Regions from separate parts of the Mus musculus genome. Here regions 1, 2 and 3 are each linked to region 4. The links are chromatin contacts, called in public promoter capture Hi-C maps. All regions are on one chromosome and are shown on one strand. The core of a region is the stretch at or near the end of the contact, and the rest is flanking DNA. Distances in the headings are between cores, read along the strand shown.

Evidence for each region. Promoter capture Hi-C pulls out the DNA fragments that hold promoters and counts their contacts.
Region 1: a promoter capture Hi-C map of hippocampal neurons shows a contact between it and region 4, with 3 times the contacts expected there. The contact joins the enhancer-like site here to the promoter of Zkscan2 in region 4. A contact is called at or near these places in 6 of 39 promoter capture datasets (the 3T3-L1 cell line, 3T3-L1-derived adipocytes, hippocampal neurons and 3 more) and 2 of 115 datasets of contacts at active chromatin or transcription factors (embryonic forebrain and forebrain).
Region 2: a contact with region 4 is called in a promoter capture Hi-C map of embryonic stem cells, with 3 times the contacts expected there. The contact joins the promoter of Cacng3 here to the promoter of Zkscan2 in region 4. A contact is called at or near these places in 4 of 39 promoter capture datasets (embryonic stem cells and liver).
Region 3: a promoter capture Hi-C map of second pharyngeal arch cranial neural crest shows a contact between it and region 4, with 3 times the contacts expected there. The contact joins the enhancer-like site here to the promoter of Zkscan2 in region 4. A contact is called at or near these places in 7 of 39 promoter capture datasets (the 3T3-L1 cell line, the HPC-7 cell line, cranial neural crest and 4 more) and 2 of 115 datasets of contacts at active chromatin or transcription factors (astrocytes and stem cell-derived neural progenitor cells).

What each region holds. Positions count from the first base shown.
Region 1 is chr7:124,128,741-124,133,793 of GRCm38.p6, reverse strand. All of the region lies in intron 1 of Hs3st4 (heparan sulfate (glucosamine) 3-O-sulfotransferase 4), which reads right to left. Among named protein-coding and RNA genes, the nearest start is that of Gm25759, 15 kb to the left of the region's middle. Within about 2 kb of position 2,318, at least 26 of the 459 cell types and tissues checked have an H3K27ac peak or open chromatin away from gene starts, as enhancers often do. A contact at or near this core is called in hippocampal neurons, where this site is marked.
Region 2 is chr7:122,670,150-122,674,729 of GRCm38.p6, reverse strand. It overlaps Cacng3 (calcium channel, voltage-dependent, gamma subunit 3), which reads right to left and starts at 2,986. Exons shown (of 4, transcript NM_019430.2): 1 at 2,746-2,986. The coding sequence starts at 2,956.
Region 3 is chr7:124,197,950-124,203,097 of GRCm38.p6, reverse strand. All of the region lies in intron 1 of Hs3st4 (heparan sulfate (glucosamine) 3-O-sulfotransferase 4), which reads right to left. Among named protein-coding and RNA genes, the nearest start is that of Gm25759, 54 kb to the right of the region's middle. Within about 2 kb of position 3,782, at least 13 of the 459 cell types and tissues checked have an H3K27ac peak or open chromatin away from gene starts, as enhancers often do. A contact at or near this core is called in second pharyngeal arch cranial neural crest, where this site is marked.
Region 4 is chr7:123,498,124-123,503,243 of GRCm38.p6, reverse strand. It overlaps Zkscan2 (zinc finger with KRAB and SCAN domains 2), which reads left to right and starts at 2,618. Exons shown (of 7, transcript NM_001081329.2): 1 at 2,618-3,675; 2 at 4,472-4,658. The coding sequence starts at 3,277.

The DNA of each region.
Region 1 (5,053 bases), core at 1,069-3,568, 630 kb before region 4:
AGCTTGAGAAGGCCTATTCAAAACCCATTAAAGTGAGGATCAAGCCATGTCAAGGCGATCACCTTGCACTGAATAGTCACTTTCTTGGGATGGCAATGCAGTTCAAGATTCGCATGATAATCAGATACTTGTGCATGCCACTGCTGCAGGCTGCCATATGAGTAACCGAATCCATTAACAGCCATGACGGCAAGGATGAACCTGATTGGGGTTATTAAATATAGATAATCATAAGACAGATCCCCACACGCTATCTGAAAGAAGCTGAGCTGGTGGAATTAACCAGTCTCAGAACACAGCCTCTAACAGTGTTCCCTACCAGGAACCACACCTCACAGTATTCACACCCAACTGGCCCCAGATGCAGCTCTGACCAACAGGATGGTGTGGACGTTTAAGGGTTGGCTCATATACAGTACAACTTCCTTCAAGCTTTCTCCTATGAAAATGACATATGGCAAAGACCACCTAGCTATGAGAATATGGAGAAAGTTCCTGGGGGGTCTCCAATGAACAGCTCCCAGCAGAAGGTCTATTCCCAACAGCACGAGTTAGTCTCCAGCCTCCAGAGGTTGCCATGGGTACTGCCTAAGAAACCGCAAAGGAGACTTGTCGTGCTGAGTCAAAATGTAGAACTGTGGGAAATCATGAAGGGTCATTTCAGCCCTCTAAGGATAGATCATAGACAGCAGTGGATAACTGGAATGATGTCCTGTTTTCCAGGAAGAAAGTGGTCTCAGGGAGAGATTAGTGAAACTTATGCTGCAGAGGTAGTAGGCAGGAGCAGCCTTCTTCTCAAGACCTGGTAAGTGGTTTAGAATATTAGTCACAGTGTTCTCTCTTTATATGTTAATTTCATAAAGTACACTACCTCAGAGAAGATTAGGTATTATTACCCTATTTTAGAGGTGAAGAAATTGAAGTTTCAGAGAATAACATCTAGAATAATATCTAGCTCAAAAATCACATGACTTAGGAACCACTGGAGCCAAAACACTTTCAAGTTGCTGATTCACCTGGGAAAGAGTAGCAGGAAGACTGTATCAACATGGTCAAATAGTCCTAAAAGGATGCTCATCTCCACGCATTGTAATAAACATAGATAAATAAAAATGCTCATTTCTAGAATCCCAGTCTTGAAACCATAGTCGATTGGCTTTCTTATGATGCACAAACCCAAAGAAAGCATCAGGATTAATCAGTTAATCTACTGAATACCTAAGATATCTACCTCAAGTCCTGGATTCTAGGAAGAAAAGTGAACACACAGTTTGCTTACTTCAGAAATATCACAGTCTTTCAGTAGAAAGAAAAAAAAAAGCACAGTATAGTGTGATCCTTCAGATAGTCTAAATCTATACAAGATATTATAAGATAAGAGATATGAAGAGCAGTGTTGATGGCCCTGGAACTTCCCCTGCTAAGTCTGGGCTGTGATGATGTGGAATGGACCTAATAAAGCTTGGCACGGGGGTAAGAGCTTTAAGTTGTATGAGTCTGGGTTGAAGTTTGGTCTTTTGCTATATTGTAAAATATTGGCCCCTAAGACCTGATTGCTCCCAAGGACTAGAGAATCTGCACATAGACCCAAGTGACACTATGTGACCTTGCCACCCCCCCCCCCCCCAGTTATCCCTGATTCGGGAATAAAGATGCCTACAGCCTATAGCTGAGCAGAATTGAGATAGGCAGGGTTTGAGGTTCCCTGGCTTGAGTACTGAGGAGAATCATGAGGAGAAAGAGAAGGCAAGAAGGAAGATGCCATGGGTTAGAGGAAAATCGTAAAGCATAGCCATGAGAACTGGCCAATTGAAGTTAAGAGCGGCCCAGATGGAACATGGTGAATTATAATTTGGGGTTATAGATTCTAATAGCTTAGAGGGTAGATATCTGCCCAGCTCTAGTGTTGATTAAGGCTTATTATAAGTTAAAAAAAAAAAAAGAAGCAGATTGAAGAAAGCCTCTGCTGTTTGAACGTATCAGTAATTGCCCAATATATTAACATAAGCTCAGATCTTTGCGTGTAAAATGCTTATATTCCTCAATACTGCAAGTACTTCGCTAAATCTACCAGAAATGGTCCACAGTGCCTTGTGTAATTTACAAATCTAAGCCAAGGCTTCCAGACTCCCTGAGGTGACCTTTTCTTCAACAAAAGGCAACCTCATCTGAGCCACTTCCCTGCACGGTGGAAAGAGCAGGCTCTGCAGCTGGACTTGCCATATGACGGAGAGTCCAAAATGTCAAGGAGCCATTGACTCTGGAGTCTGTGCCAATGCAGAGCAAATATGGGTTCTTGCCGCGGTGGAGCTGGGCTCAGCCCCAAAGTGCCAGATGGTTCTGAGTGCTCAAGAATAAAGCCATCTGCAGAGCAACGCCTTCTACGGCTGTTACAATTTGTACTGATTACTAGCCTTCATCAGAATGTCTTTAGGATGCTTACCCACCAGTAATCCTGTCCCCTTCGTCACAGCTCTGAATTGAGGACCACATTTTTGCTTATAAGAACAGGACAAGCATATTGAATAAATATTCCCCACGCCACCCACTGATGCATGTCTTAATCTATATTATTCCACCTACATAGGAAACTCATAGACTAGATGATGATTTAGACCCTGCTTGGAACACAAGAGGCTATATGACATTGACCCTAGTTTGGAATTTGGCTGAAGGATTAAACATTATGAGAATTAAATACAAAGTTTATTTGGCTAATTATGATTGCTGCTCCCCACCCCACCCCCCACTCAAATCCTACTTGACCACAAATGGCTCATGAACTGAATCCGGCACAAATTCAACCATGTACAAATATTTGGGTGCAGCTCGCAACCACAAAGGTTTCGTGTTATTTATTTAAGCCAAGCTGGGGAGATGAGTGACAGTTTACACTGGGTGCTACTCTTTATTGCATCAATGGTAGCCCTAGTAGGTTGATACATTATTTCTTTACAGCACTCAAAGCATTAATGTACTAATAAAATGAGTTAATGACCCATTTCAAAATGCCCTTTATGGAAAAAAACTTTTTTTCTATTCCAAAAAAAAACTGATATTACATTATTTTTACCATTATCATATGATAGAACCTGATAACATGAGAACCCTAGGCTGCTAGGAAGTTACATAGTGACCAACAATCTATTTGTTATTGCTTTAAAAACAAACAAAACAAAAACAAAACAAAACAAAAATCCTACAAACTGTCAAGATTCTAGCCTGATTCCACAGGTCCACACTGTGTGGATTACAACTGGCCTCTTTTTGAAATAGTCAGAGAGAATCTTGAGCCCACTGAAATTTCTACAGCAATAACCAAAGCTTTCTGCCAGATATGTGTAACAACTGGTTTCTCAAAAACCCTTTTCAGGACATTTGTGTCAGAGGAATTTAAAGGAAGGGAGGCAGGCACCTGACCTCTACAGTCTCTGTTACGTACCAGTGTGCTATCAGGCATGAGCAGATGGTCAAAGATGCCCTGCCATGTTGTAAGAGAAAAGAACTGAAAATAATGTGTAGGTTTGCATTGATCAGTGTGCATAGTGTTACTCAGCGGATCAATCTGAACCCACCGTGGGGTCACAGCACAGAGATGCTGTATGGTGGAACTGTTAATCAGACAGTCTCATCTCTGCCTGTACTTTCTGCTTTAAAACCATTAGTGTTGGTCTTTATGTAGGGGATTGAATCCGCCTTAAAAGAGTCCAGTGCAATTCCATCAAAGTAGATGCTTTCTGGCTTTTGTGGCCATACCCTTGCCTAGAAAATTAGATGTTCCCCCAGAAGGAGCATGTCAAAGGCAGGACAGCCTATCCAGACCCTCGTGTGGTTGACTAGACTCCCATTTAACACTTTATCACACAGTAAACACTGCAGGGCTGTATATGCTGGTCAGCAAGGCCCCTGAATTTGTATAAACACTGGAACGCAGCGCCATGCTTCAGAAACTGCTTCTTTGTAACAGAGGTAGAAGGACAGAGCTCACCGACTTACTGAAACTGCTGGCTGCCAGAGGGTGCAGGGTCGCTTGCCTTTGCCTGTTAATCTGTCCTCATGCCTAGCTGAGGAAGCACAGCAGATTCTCCTAAACGGATACAACTATTCAAAAATTCTTTTTTTAAAAAAATGGGGAGAGAATAGAGTAACAATCTCATTATTTGCCTCTGAGTGGCAATGTATGATTTCTCTGCCAGACAGAGGGTCACCTGTAGAAAGGGAAGAGGTTTTCTTTTGTGAGGTTTTATGTGATGCCCTGATCCTATCAGATATTTCTTCCCAAACAGCTATATTAATAATGAAGTGATCTGTTCCCTGCATTCTATAGTACATTAGGTCTGTTCTGAGAGGTTAATCTTTAAAGACTATTTAAAAGGATCAATACCAATGCAGATATAGACAGAAGCTGGATTTACATGTCTGATAGTTGGACTTCAGAGCCTTTTAATGCAGGCTATTCCTGCACTCTAGCTAGGCTTGAGAGCACAGTGCTTGCTGTTACCTGACACTTCAGAATGAGTGGGTTCCTCAACCTGCTAGATCCCCCAACCAAAGACTTAATTTCACAGTGCCAAGGCCAAGTCTTTCCTGTTTTATTTATGTAGAATAGTGACACCTAGTGGTTGGGACAGCAAATCCACGAAACAGAATTCTTTAGTGGCAACACCCACTCTTCCCTGGGATTAAAACAAAAAGAATCCCCTAAGGGGTTTGACCCTCTTCTTGGGCAAGCAATAAGGCACCCAATGATACATGCTGAAGAATAACCTCGCTGAGTTAGACTTCTCCAGATACCCTGGAAAAAAATGGAAAGCTAGAATCATGCCCAAGAAAGGGAGGATCCATGGGAACTATGGAAGGATGAACAGGTATTGGTGTTCTAAAAAAAGAAGTAGGAACCAGTGGGGCCACCACAGCTTCTAAGTAGTCAACTGAGGACATGTGAGGCTTGTCCAAAGACTGTGGATAAAACTGCATGCTGAGGATATTGTATCAATAATGAAGATGGAAAATGGGCTGCGAAGATGAATCACAATCAAACATTCCCTCCGCT
Region 2 (4,580 bases), core at 1,737-4,236, 830 kb after region 4:
ATTTTTAAAAACCTATTCATAAGATTCCAGTGGCTAGCCAAGTGTGGGGACAATACATATATATTTGAATACTTCTGCTGTTAGGGGACTCATTATTGCTTCAAGCCTCTTACCCCACGCTGGTTAGTTATTTATATTTAGGTAAAACACCGACCCCCTTGAGGCCACAAAGAACATTTCAAATCTCTCTTCCAAATGACAGCCTTTCATAAGTTTGCATACAGCTGTCATGTCCCTCCTGAGTATTTTCTTATTTGGAGCAAAATATTCACATTGTCTCATGGCTCTTAAAGTATGAAAAAAGAACTCTTCTAAATGATGTGTAAGAAAAAAATAATTTAAAATACTCCTTACATAGGTTCTTTGATGTTTAGAAAACCAGAAGATGAGAATGTTGCTGTTCTGAGACAGACAGGAGCTAGTGAATAGAAATGGCTATCTATCTTCATCCTTACAGAGGATGGAGATCCTAGAATATATGCTGTCTGTTGCATGTGTCTTACCATGCAGAAAACAGAGGTTCCTGCAAATTTCTTGAGCACCCGATGTGTTCAATCCATTAAGAAGAATCTTGGCTTCAAATTTTCGCCAGGCCCATCTAGATGGTAAAAACTTTTCCGGTTCATAATGGTTTATGTATCTTTCCGAATGGAATGCTTTAGAACATGAGACTTAGCTGAGAAAAACTATAAGAAGGCTCCAACAAGTTTTCTCAAAAGAACTGACTAGCCCAAGAACACATCTCCAGTCCTTCTAATTCTTCCCCAATCTCCTTTCTCAGTTACCCGACTGAAGCCATGGAACACTCAGTTGGGGCTTTGGTCCCAGGCATGAACTGTAGGCCTAGAGCAGCATGTCGAAGAGAGGAGGAAATGCTCTTTATGCAGGTTTGAAGAAAGGTTCAGGAAATGTAGGCCCTGATTTTATCCTGACAGACATTTAAATAAATGAGGCAGGGTGAAGAATGTCAGTATCACTGTTTAATTTTACATTTCCAGAATATTTCCAAGGGGCAAAATGACTATAAACCTGATGTACTTCTGTATGGCTTTTAGCTGGGGAAGAACCCGGGTTTTTTTTTTTAATGCCACTTATGTAGGCATCGTCATATATACCAATCACAGCATTGCAAAACTGATTCGATTCATAATTGCCAACACAGCAAAGGGAATGGTGGAAATTCTCCAAGGTGAATGACCTCATGCTAGCCGACTGCAAATGGTCAGAAATAACCACATTTTAGAATTTCTGTCAGTTTACTGGCTGCAGTGTACGCTTCAGTAGTTCTAACTCAAGACTATTGATTCTGAATCAGTCATTTCTTGGGTTAACTGAGAGTTAAAAGGGACAAATCTCTTAGCTAAGAGTATAGAGACCATTTGCAGCAGTACTTGGTGTTTTCTGACTTCACATGAAGTAGCCCTTTCCCTCCTGGGTTTCCCACCAGTTGCAAATCTGTGTTGGAAACAGAATCAACTGTAGTGGCGCTATAGGCAGGAGAGTTCAGAGCGTCAGGACGTGGGAAGGAGGCCAGAGAATGATGCAATATTACACTAGCAAGTGATGTCATAGCATTAGTTCCCAAGTCATTTACATAAATGCGAGTTCCCAAGAAACCCTGAGAAATGCCACAGGGAATGCAGGGGGAGGAACCAAGGGAGATCGAGGGGAGGGGAGGAAGCCTGTATTTTCCTGACTATCACTGTGATAAACTTCACTGACTTCCTGGAAGCCAGAGAAACAGCAAAAATCAACCAAGCAGACAAAATCCCTTCTTAGTGGCCCTTTAATCTAGTGGCTCCCTTAGGTAGCAGGTTCACAAAGCTTTGATTTTCTTCATTATTTTTTCACTCCTTGTGATACCCAGGTATTGTCCACTGAAACTGACAGTCACTCTTCAAGTGGTGAAGCAAGTTTAGTAGTGACATAGGCTACCTAAGAGCTCCACATTCTAAAATGGCCTGCCCACCTCATTATAATTTAGAGCAAATCCTCTAATTTTTAAAATTAGAAGCAATGAGATGCAATTCTCAGAGTCAGTCTTATCTAAATGTCAAGGAAATACATTTGCTGGTGATGGGCGTGATTTATGAATGAAGTCAGGTGGAGAGCAAACACCAAGACTTCAGTTTTATTTTGAGCCTAAATAATGAAACACTTATTCATAAAGACATTTTCTTTAGATGTGAGGGTGTGGGGATTAGGGCTTACATATTGTTCCCTAGTATAAGTTAACAAAGGGAGTTCATGACAATGTCTAGTTGGACCAAACTCAGAAGAGGCTGGTAAGCTTTTATTGATTAAAAGATAAAAAACCAGATCAGAGTGCTCCAGGTTAGATCAGTCCCTCAGCACCTTCCTGTCTTCTCTGCTTCCATTCCTTAATAATCCCCATTCACCAAAATGTAATTAAACAAATCCAAAGTCTCCTTCTATAGACAGAAATCCAAGCAGTGCACAACATGCTTAGAGACTCGGGATTAGAGGCTTTCTCAACTGCAGAAGGTGTTTAAGAGCGTTACAAAATCACATCACATTTGGCATAGACCAAAACCAATCAACAAGACCCAACCCTTCCATCCACACAGCACCAGGCTCCGTGGAAGCATAGTCTGGACCCTCACATATTTCCAACAACAATTAAAACTATTTTTCTTCCCCTCCATTGCCTCTATTTCCCCCCCAACACATGTCAGGACATTAGAAGCAGATCATTCAGAGCCAGTGAGAGGAATTTGTAAGTACCTTCCAAGCAGCAGGTCCTCCACAACCCGGAGTGGGTCATTACTTCTTCATTCTTCCTGCTGGTTTCATTGTCACTTGTAGATTTAGTCCTGCACACACCTCTGGAATATAGCCAGTAGTCCGTGCCCACTGCAATGGTCATTAAACTAAAAGCTGCGAAGGCTCCTACAGTAGTGATCAACATCTGGATACCTCTGTCACACATCCTCATAATTCTTCATGGTACTCTGAACGGCTGGGGGTTGGAGGGGTAGATTCAGTGACAGACGGGAGAATCACTCTGCAGCTGGGTAACCTAGGACGGCCTCTTCCAAAAATCCAGATCTCCTTTTGTCAGCATCCACGGGGACTTTGGGAAAGCTGGGATTTCCTGTCTTGGGCTCTCTCCAGTTCCCCGAGTCCTCTATGGCCCTCGGGAGGGTGCGGGCTCCAGGGGGTTGGTCCACATCACTGCCGCGGTCAGAGGATTCCTGGGTTGCTTTCATTCCTCAGGAGCTTGGTGAGGACTAGCGTTTGTGCAGGGCATGGCTTCGGAGCTTGGAGCTGCCAGCTTGGTTTGAGATGCGCCTGGTTTCTCACAGCCCCGAGAGACTCAAGGCAAAAGAAACCCAGAGAGGTCTGGTGTGTGAGCGTGTGAGCGTGTGTGCGTGTGTGCGCGCGTGTGTGTGAGTGTGTGTGTACGTGTGTATGTGTGTGTGTGCGTGTGTATGTGTGTGTGAGTGTGTGTTTGTGTGTGTGTGCGCGCGTGCGTGCGTGTGTGCGAGCGCGTGTGCTGGGGGTGAGGGCGGATGGCAAAAAATAGCTCTGCTGGGAGGCGAGTCGCTGAGAAGAGTGTTCACTGCTTCCCCAGCCTCCCAGGAAAGCTCTCCGCCTGCTCTCCACACCCCCGCGCAAACTGGAGAAAAGGGAGAGTCCTGGGGCGGGGGCCGGCCACTTGCGTCGGAGAGCTGAGGTCCGTGGTGCTGAGCGGACAGCTCCTCTCCTGTTGCCCAGCCTCCCACTTCTCAAGGCCGGGTCGTTGGAGGTCCGTGGTGCTGAAGGGACAGCTCCCCTTGCCGCTGCACCGTTCCTCGTGGTCCTAGTCTAGGAACTCCGGGTGCTGAAGGGTCCCTTCCCTAACACTCTCCTAGTGCGTTCCTAGAGCCAGCCAGCCAGCTCAGCTCTGCGTACTCAAGCCCACAACCAAGCAAAGTTTCGGGAGCCCAGGGCAATCAGCATCAGGGCTTCAGGGCACTGCAGTACGGCGGATCCGGCTCCTCAGAGGGAAGGGTTAAGGACAAGGGCCCACAGCGCACTCTGGCGCGCGCGTTATCTCAGAGCCCACCCCACGCAGCATTCTCTAATCAACCCTCCTCCTCATCCCTGAGCCCAATGAGCCAGGCAACTTTGCTCTTTGCTGCAGGAGTCCACTAGGGAGACAGAAGCCGGGAAAGATCTAATCTTTTTAAAGGGATGGGAGACTGACTGGTGGCTCACTTGGGTGGGCAAAATGTTGTCTATGTGTATTTGTCTCAATTTCATTCCTCAGAAAACAAACCAATATGTCTACCCTCCTGTCTCCGGAGCTCAGATTTACACAGGAGACAGTGTGCTTACATCAGACCCAGAACCATTCATATGTATATGTGAACATATATACCTCTAAAGGGCTGAAGGAACTAAATGTACCTAAACTGTTGTTTACATATCAGGGACCTTGGATGAAGGGATGTAAAGGTTTGATTTCTGAATACACTTCTTAAATATTTTCACACTTTTACATTTGAGGGGGTGGTGAATTCAGGATGAGAGAGCATTGAAAACGTCAGCTTCTCTCCAAAGGCCCTGGTGCTGTT
Region 3 (5,148 bases), core at 2,533-5,032, 700 kb before region 4:
CAATCTGTAATCCCATCACCTGGAGACAGAAACAGGCAACTCCTTGGAGCTTACTGGCCTGCTAGTTTTGATGGATGGGATGAGCTCCAATTTTAGTGAGAGATTCTTTTAAGACAGGGATAGAGGAAGACAACCAGTGTCAACCTCTGACATCTATATCCACATGCATACATACAAAGATACACACCCACATACCCAGGAACACGTTCACACATACCCCCATACACACGCAAACCCATAGGCAATTGTATAAAAATAATGGAAATTAATCAAAGGAATCTGAGAGGAGACTTAGTATCTACTAGACTCTGAGGAGGGTGTGAGGGAAGAGTGATGGGAAGAGAATGGTTAGAGGGTACTGGGATTCAGGTGGACTGGAAGAACTACTCTAAGAATTTGATGGCACAGCTGACAAGCACATTAGAGAAAAGTGACAGTATTTCAGAGTATCCAGTGGAAGTATTTTGAACATATCTAATATGAAGAAACGAAAATTTCTGGGTAATAGGCCAGTTCTCCTTATGTACTATATGCATGTTACTGCAATGTCACAGTCTATTCTATGAATTATTGTATCAATTAAAATTAAAAACATAAAAATAAAATATTTACTACTCAAAACATGGCTTATGGGATGTGGGAATCTACCCAGGTTGCTCCAACAAAAAGCCTTTGGCTGGGTGGCTTACAAATAACTTACTTCTCACAGGTCAAATTCAAGTGACTAGGGGACTTAGTGTTGGGTGAGAGCTCTCGGCTTCAGCAGTGGCTCCTTCTCACTGGTGGAGGAGACAAGCTCCCTGGGGACCTTTCCATCAGGGTAACGATGCCATCCATGAGACTCCACCCTTGAGACCTAAGTAACCCCAAATCTCCATCTTCTTAATGCTTATGTCTTCAGAGGTTCAATTTTGACATGGATTTGGGGGGAGACACAAATATTCAGTCCCTTCCATGGTCCATTGGTACCAGTAGCAATATCGCCTTAGAATTTGTTAGAACAGTGGAATCTTAGGTCACTATCCTGAACCTGCCCAAACAGAATCTGACTTCTAGAAGATTCCAAGTGTTTTATTTGCACACTGAAATCTTTCCAGCAGCTGTATTCCTCCCGACACCTAGAACATCCTAAATAGACCTCCCATCTCAGAATATTCACTGTCAAGCAACTGTCTCTTAGCGTGTCTCTATCCACCTTGTGATGCTGACCTGGGAAAGGACAATATTTTGGCTCCTCTTTATAACCTGAAAATAGAACTATCTCTTAGTAGAAGCCAACCTATTCTGGCTAAAGAAATATGTCATCTATCCATGCTCTCCAGTCCCTGCCAGATACAATTGTTGCATTTCTCTAGATAGTTAGGCTCAGCACTAGTTCAGAGGTAGCCAAAGGCGTTGTATGATTACATCTTCACCACCAGCCAACACTGCTCAACCAGATGTGTAGGCACAGCACTATAGAAAAGCAGACCTGGCCCCTCTCTCTGTGCTGGAGCTGATATTCTAAAGAGGGAAGTGGTAAATGAGCAGGGGAGCTTGAGAGGCTCTGGCAGAAGGTGTGATTTATGGAATGGGGACAGTGTACCAGCTAAGCCTCCTTTTAAACTTGGCATTAAAAGAAATAAGAAATGATCTCAAAGAAACATGGCAAAGGGGATGAGGGATGAACCCACTAAATACCCAAGGGGGAAGGCAGGGGAGAACCTCACTGATGATTCATGAGAGATCAAGGGAACAGTGGGATAAGACACAAGAATATTGGCATAGATCGGATCAGGTAAAGTTCTACCGTGAACCATGGACATCCCCTAAGTATGGCTATCTCTATTCATGCCAGCCTGCTCCTGAGCCAAATAGCAAGAATAAGATGAGCTTTTCCTTTGTTCACCTGGTATGTTCTCTACTGAACGACCTTGAGGCATTCACAATCTGCAGCCAACACAGAGCCTCTGCTCTATCCAGTTTCTTTGGGGGGCTATTCTGAGGCTCTATCTTTATTGTTCATGCCCTGGCTACTCTGGGTCAGAGCTCACATTATCTTTTCATCTCTCACTTGATCAAAATTTGGAGATGTTGGAGAAAGTAAGGGTAAGTAAAACCCACCTCTCGCTGCATTCTGCCAGAGCCTGGAAAGTGTGAGGTGAAGAAAGGGAGGCGAAAAATCCTAGTGTTCTCCAGCAGGTTAGATGACCCTGTGCCAGCCATGAAGCTCGAACCCTGAGATCTTTACTCCATCTCTCTACTCCTTTAAAATCAACTACAAATAACTCTATTTGCCCCATCCTCTCTATGCTGCTCCTGATGAACAGGAAAAAGCAGACATTTTCTCAGGGACTGCTTTCCTGATTCTTTATAGTCTGATCAGGCAGAGTATTACCAGCGAATTGACAACTGTCTTTAACTGGTAACATTTATCTTGGGGACTCTGCCTCAGAGAGATTCATTCTATGATTTCTGAATCTTTCAAGGAATACCTTCACATTTCTCAATATGAAGCTGCAGCCATGGTGTTGTTTGCTGGCCCTTACAACTTCATTACTAAAGAGGCCAGTAGTGCCAGGCATTCAGCTCCCTGTAATTATTTTTGCTGTATTCTCCATTCAGACTGGGCACTGTTGGTCATTTGCAATGGAATTAAATAAAGCTACATTTATGGCATAGGATGTGTCTTTCTTCTGCCCTGGGCTTTTGGACCTCTGATAGAATCTTCTTGGTAAAACTCTTAGAACACTGTTCAACAGCATGGTAGGATACATCCTGCAGGCCAATCCTGGAAATGGGAGTTCACTAGCAAAACTACCCACTCCCACCCATGCCCTCCTCATGGAATCTGTTTTTATATAAAAACAGCTGAACTCAGGAGCTGCAACAGACACCTCAAACCTGCAAGCCCTGGAGAATTTATTATCTGACCTTTAGCAGAGCATGCTGGCACCTACACAACACCCTATGCTTCTAAACTATAAGCCACATCCAAAATACTTCACAGGGTTTGAATGCCTTTACCCACATGAAATCCCTTTTCATGGATAGGACTGCGAAGATTCAAGAGTTCTTCAGTGATGGCCTGGCATCTTGGTGCTGCATGGTAACAAAGTTAAAAGACTACTGTTACATCAGCTGTGACTGACTTGTGCTTCCATAGCAGTGGTTATCTGTAATCTTGATATCTGAACTGCACTGATCTTCCCAAGCTACTTGACCCTGCCAAAGGAGGCAAGGCACCTTGTCTAATTCTGAACCTTTATTCTAAGAAGTCTGGGATGCAGGATAGCCAGTAGTGTTGGAAAATTAGATGATATATGGAGGGGGCATAAATACATTGAGTCTCAATTAGGAGTTTCCCAGTGATTATTAAGTTGATAAGCAACTTATGCCAATCTATTCATAGTGGTCTAGGGCCCCTGGGAATCTACTTCTATAGGACTCCTCTAGTTCTTGCCTCAAAACTCGATCCAATCTCCAGGAGCAGGTGGCTGGACTATGACATCTTTCTGGATCTTATGGGCTCTGGCAATCCCTGCTAGGATCCTGGAAGGTTTGATGTAACCACTTTTATTTTTTCATTCTGCTTGCTCTTTCTACTGAGCATTATACTGTATCATGCCAGGCCGGATGAGGATCCTGGCCCCCTTTCCTTCCTGAGCTTAAACTTGAAGACTTCTCCCTAAGCTGGCTCATTCTTGATGTCCCAAAAAGCCTCATGATAGCACACCCTGCAATGTAACACTTAGCAACTCCTAGTCAGCAATGCAAAGAGCACCTGCTCTCAAGCTAGAAAGAGATGCCTTGTCCTTGAATATCTGCTGCGTGTCTCTCACAGCCCAAGATTCTAAGTAAGCCCTGGACAAGAAACAGATGTTCAGTGAAACTCCCACAGATAAGTTTCCAGCCTCTCATCTACCTGCTCCATCACCATATCTTTTAGTAATATAAGAAAATAAACATCATTAAATGACCCAAGCAACTGTTCAGCACCATGGACAGAAGAAGCTTAAGAACACATCATTCTATAAACTTGGCTGGCTAGTTGGAATCTGAGCTTCCTAAGGGACTCAGCTCTGGCATATGTCATTAGGTCCAAGCTTTGATGCTGCCAGAATGGGCTTGCGCTGACTGCCAACCTCCAAAAATCAGATATTCTGCCTCAGATGCCAGCAGGCAGCTCATCTCCCTCCCCGCACCTATGATTCATCCTCCCCTCCCCTTTTCTATCACAGACACACATCTGTTCCGACTTAGGATAACTAAAGGAAAATTAAATGAATCTGTTTCGTGTGTCTCAGGGGTTATTTATAGGAGTTTAATACAGGCTGATTCAAAAATAAAGAAATAAAGAGAGAAATAAAAATAAGTTATCTTCCCAGAAAGCCAGGAGAAGTTCAAGGGAGAGGAAAATAAGTCATGTTCTCAGGCTGATGAAGCTGTAAGAGTCTTTGGTTTATCACAGTCTTTCTTCCAGGTCCTGTGGAAATCAATGAGGCCTGTTGGATTTTGAGAGATCGATATTAAAAATGCGCACTTTGCAATGCAGAACATGTACCCAGTGTGTGTGTTTCAAGGGGCTGTGTGCCAACGGAGCAATCTTAATCAAGCACTTTGAGGAGTGTAAATATTGACTGTTGGGATAAGGATATCTCTGGGTCCTCCTCCAGGATGCTCTGCTGATATCCAACTTTTTGTCTCACGCTACGTGGCTACAGCAGGTGGCCGAGGCTCTGGGTCACTACAGATTCTTCAGGGATACTTATAGTCTCCCTGTGATGAAACCTGTCAGAACACAGGTCAGGGAGATAGCCATAAGTTCCAAAAGAAATCTGTATAAGGCCAAAGACAATATGGATTTTCATTTGGAAAAAAACACGTAATAGGCTTGAAACCTGCCAACTCACTCTCTGCATCCCCATGTCTGCATCATCCTTCCCCAGCCCCCTTTCTGAGTGCTCCTAAAACCAGGCCCCAGCTATCAATCTTCCCAGACAACTACTGTGGCCCTAATTATACCCACCTCTCCTATTTTAAGTATAACCCTTCATTAAGACAGGCCTCCCACACTTTCTCTATGACTTGGGGTCTGGTAGTTCATTAGTAATTTATTTAATTGTGGTGCAATTTCCATACACATTGCCTAGATTCCAGCCACAATGG
Region 4 (5,120 bases), core at 1,369-3,868:
CTTGTGCTAAAGTAAACATTACCAACTCTGGGAGCCTTTGTTGCCCTTTGCAACTGTCCCTTCAAAAGAATCGTTGATGCACCTGCAGTGGGCATATTATGTTGGTGAAGTTGCTTCAAACCGGGGCCCCTGACTTTCTGAAACACATTCCGATGCTTTCACAGAACACATAAAACACTCAGGATCTGCTTCAAAATATTTCTGAATCAAAAGACTAGGTAGGGAATGGAGTAGACAGATAAGCCATGCGTTAACAGTTAAAGCTGGGAGACAGGAACATGAGCTAATTCTTTTGTAGATATTTGAAATTTTCCACTAAGATATAATTGTGTACTTCTGAAAGACCAAAACATCTAACAATCCCCACCCCTAGCAGATAATAAAAGTGAGTCCAAATGTCTTCAGCTCCAGGTAGAACTTTAAAGAAGACAGGCTGCAACTTCTCACAGCAAAGTTGAGATTTTTGTCTTACTCTGTCTAAGTGACAGAGAAGTACAGATATCTAAGAATAATGGTTTCCTTCTGAAGCAAGATCTTAAGAGAGCAATTTCTAGACCAGGAACAAATGGAAATTTGCCACGTACCTCCCTTGACAAACTCCTGTACCAAGCCCGAGACAAAAGGGAGGAGCACTTCCAAGCAGGCATGGTTACGGGTACCTATAACCCCAGAATTCCAGTAGTAGAGGCAGAAAGATTACAAGCCAAGGCCAGCTGGCTACAGAGCCAGATTATCTCAAAAATTATTTTACATCCTATTTCATATTTCATTAAGCTAACATCCTAGTGTGTAGAATGGATGTGTTTCCCAGTTATTCCAAAGTGTGATTATACCACTGCTAGCCAGCCTCCTTTAATTAGCCTGATCTGGTAAGTCTTGATCCATTTTCCCAGTCTAGCAGCAAGAGACTAGACTAATGGCTGCACCTACAAGGAGAAATAGAACCTACCATTCCCTAGTGAGTCTTAAGAAAATTACCACTCTCTGATGTCTCCAGCTTGCATTTATTGACCTGTGTGTGGATTCACTTCTCTGCTGACAAATGTGCTCTTCTGCTCTCAAGACACAAACACTGGTGCTCAAGTAAACATAATAGTTAACTAGCAACCTTTTTAAGACAGGGCCTCGTGTGCCCAGGTTGGCCTCAAAACTTGCTTTGTAGTGAAGAACAACCCTGAACTCTTGATCCTGCTGCCTCCACCACCTCCAAAGTTCTAGGATTACAAGCATGTGCCATCACACCCAGCTCCTTCTTATCTTATACTCTCCTTCACACAGTTCATGGTAAATCTCCCTAAGTCCAACAAGCCTTCAAGTTTGTGACCTTGAGCTGCTGAGATGTGCACCTGGCTTAATACCAACAAGAGGGCCATGTACATAAAAGACCCTATTCTCATCCCATGACTCCCCATCACCTTTAGCGCTTGCACCACCCTTACTGAGGTCTCAGCGCCCTAAACTCTAAAATAGAGACAACCTCATCCTCTCTATGGGATTCTTGTGAAGGCCAGTCTTTGCTCAATCCCCACTAGAGGTCTGTCTTTTGGATCTCATCCTTAGTACTACTTCTTCCAAGAAATTCACCCAGACCTCTTACCTAAACCAAATCTTGAATGTGTTTCTCTTCTTGGAAGGATTCACCCCAGGTATACAGAACTTTATTTGTAACTACTAATGATAGGAGATCTTGTTTTGCTTATCACCTACCACCATGTCTGGTAAGAAACCAGTACTCAATAATACTATCTTTAAATGCAATTAAAACAGGCTGTGTATTGGCTCCATCTCTCCCGTGGCAGATACTAACTAGATGCACCCGCGGATTATTCCGTTCTGACCTTCCTTCAGTTTATGCCGTGCCATTTATCCTTATGGTATTCTCTATGCCGCTTCGATGCTAGAACTAGCCAAATCATGGCAAAACCTTTGAGAAATAAGTCATTGGTCTGTTTTCTAATAAGCTACCTGCCTCTGAGAATAAGAGTTGTGCTGCCCACTAACGATGCCAAGAGCCTAAAACATTGTCACAAAGTAGGCACTTACAGGACAGACATTTATGAGCCAGCAGGCTCTGAGACATCTAGCTATGAAGTTTTGCAGCAGTAGGGGAATCTAGGCCCGGTCCTATTAGGTCCCAGATAGCCCGTTGGCTACTCAGACCTCAGAGCCTTGGGTAATTAAGAGATTCCCCAAAATGAAAATAAGCCTTCTCCTGACCATACATTTGAACAGAGCTAGCCACACATCCTTCCTCAGGAGTCCTGGCTCCAACCAAGGCTCCCAGACAGTAGCAATCCATGCACAGCCAGATGCTGACTGTAATCCCTCCGCCAGTTGTCACAAAGAAGTCCCTCCACCCGCAACCCCAACACACACGCGCGCACCCCTTCCACTAAAGAAATTACTCCAGCCTCCCGCAACGTCTGCCTGGCCTGAGGCAGGACGCTAGCTCGCGTCCTGCTTCACAATCTCTGGAGGAATAGGATCAGACCTCAGCGTGTCCCTCCGCCCAGAATTTCCCTTCACCCTCATTCCTAAAGTCCCTCGGCGGCAAGTCGCGGTGCTGCGCGCTCTCGCGAGATTCCTCCACGCATGCCTTCCCGCCCCCCTCCTTGCCCGCGAGGAAGCCTCGCACGGACCCCGGTCGCGAGCGGCGCATGCGTGGCCGCGGCTCCCAGCGCCCCCCGCGCTCTGCGCTGGCGGAGCTGACAGGGCAGCGCGCCAGCCGTTCGCCGCCCCCCGCGAGGCCTAGCCTCATCCCGCAGCTTCTTCCCCTCTGGCCGAGGTTCTCGGCATCCTCGTGCGGAGGAACCCCGAGCGCTGCAGGCGCCGCTGCGAGTCCGGACATTCCTGCGCTCGCGCCCCTGGTGGGCACCTGCAGCGGCCTGGACCTGGACCAGGACCCCAGGGCTGGCCGCGCCTCGCGGACACACCCCCTCCCGATCGGCGCCTCCGCCCAGCATCAGTCCCCTGGGTCCCCTTCCAGCCTAGCTTCTAACCTAAGGTCTTTCCGACCTTGCACCTTAAAGAACCTCATGGGAGGGGGCGCATCTTGATTGGATAAGAGGCCGGGTTTGCAGACTTTGGGGTGGGTGCACATTCACCCTTTCAAGAGCCTTGTACAAATTTGATTAATCAGCCTGGAGTTCCTTGTCCCAGCTAACTGCTGTCTTTTATGTCTCTACGGTCCCATATTTCCAAGGGCATTAAGTGGAGGGCACTCGGAAGCTTCTCTGGGCCCTGACTTGGAGCTAGACCTGTTGGCCCCATTGGATCATGGCTACTGTCATGAACCCTCAGATCGACGTGGAAGTTGAGGAGTGCCTCATAATGAAAGTGGAAAAGGACTCCGAGTGGGTATCGGAGCCCATTCTGGAAAGATCAGGCAGCACTGAATGTGAGTCCTTCCGTAAATGCTTCAGGCAGTTCTGTTATGAGGATGTGACAGGACCCCATGAAGCTTTCAGTAAACTCTGGGAACTCTGCTGTCGGTGGCTGAAGCCAGAAATGCGTTCCAAGGAACAGATCCTCGAGCAGCTGGTAATCGAACAGTTTCTCACCATTCTGCCTGAGAAGATTCAGACCTGGGCGCAGAAGCAATGTCCAGAAAGCGGAGAGGAGGCGGTGGCCCTAGTAGTGCATTTGGAGAAAGAGACCAGAAGACTTCGAAAGCAGGTGAGCGAGGATTTTAAAGGGATGTGGTGGGAAAGGCAGGTGGGCAGGGCTACATTTCTGGAAGAAGAGCTCATTATAGAAATAAATGGGACTTTTAAAAGATCCGGAAACCAAATTCCCCAAAAAGCAGATTTGAAATTCATACTAAATGGAGGAGAGAATTTTGGTTGAACTATGATCTTGCAAATTAAACTAAAAGTATGGTTTGTTTGTTCTAATCCTCAGTATAATGTTTCTACCAAAACGATAGAGACAGTATTAAATAGCTAATGCCTCACAGGGTTTGGTGGGAGAGGGAGATCTCATGGATCTCCAGAGCCCTCCCTAACCCTTACCATTCCAGCAGGTGTCCTGTGAAATACTCTCTGTGCCGTGCTCCTCCGCGCTCATCCAGTTTAACGGCCAGATCATCATTTTTCTATGTCCCTGCTTGCCGGTCTGTAGTTATTCTCAGCGCCCTCTTGTTAACCGTGTGAAGTCCTCAGTGTCTGACAGGTTTACAGTCTCACCTTGCACAGGGTGTGCTCAGGAGTTGATTTTGTGATTCTTCACTTCACTAGTGTTCTGATTAGTTCTCTGTGCACCTGATATATAAGAGGACTTTGTAGTAATGACCCCTCAAAAAAATACACAAATAAAGAGCGCTCTCCTTTTCCCATATTCCCAAATGACTGTGAGCCCGCTTCCGTCCGTGGAGATCCTCTCCCCCCTCAGTTCTCCTGCCCTTTAACGTCTCTGTTGGGACTGCAATTCCTTTCCTCCGATTTTCTTTGTTGATGTTGACTTTGTTTTGCAGGTCAGTAGCCCTCTGCCTTCAGAGAAGCAAGCCCCACCTAGAACTGTGTGGGAAGTAGCTGACTTTGAGCCAGAGCAACTGGAGACCCAGCACAGGGTTGTTTCTCTGGAGGAAGCTGGAAGCCTCCACTCAGGACACCAAGAACAGCTGAACCAAAAAAGGGAACATAGGCCATTACCTAAGAATGGTAAGGACTCAGAGTACACCAGGTCAGAGACCGTGTAGTTTATACTGTATCCCTAACACTATGGCTCACTCAGTAGAGGTCCCTTCAATATCCATTTGACAAGTAAATTGAATATTTGAAGTAAATTTTTCATCTATTTCAAGAATCAGAATTATTTACTACCAAAATAAAATGGGATCATAAAGATGGAAATTATGCAAACTTAGATTGTCCAGGGAAACCTTGAATCTTATTGTTATTTTAAAATGCCCATTCAATGTTCAGTTTGTGTCTTTAGTTATGCTATATGTATGTGTGCTCTTGAAAAACTATTAAGAAATGGAAACGGGGCATTTTTATTCCAAAACTTGACTCATAAGAACAGGCATCCCAGCATGATGTATGAGAGGGATAAAAGGTGAGACTCCCAAACAAGGGACAGTGTGCTGTTGTGAATAGGTGTGGTGCCCACAGACTCATGTG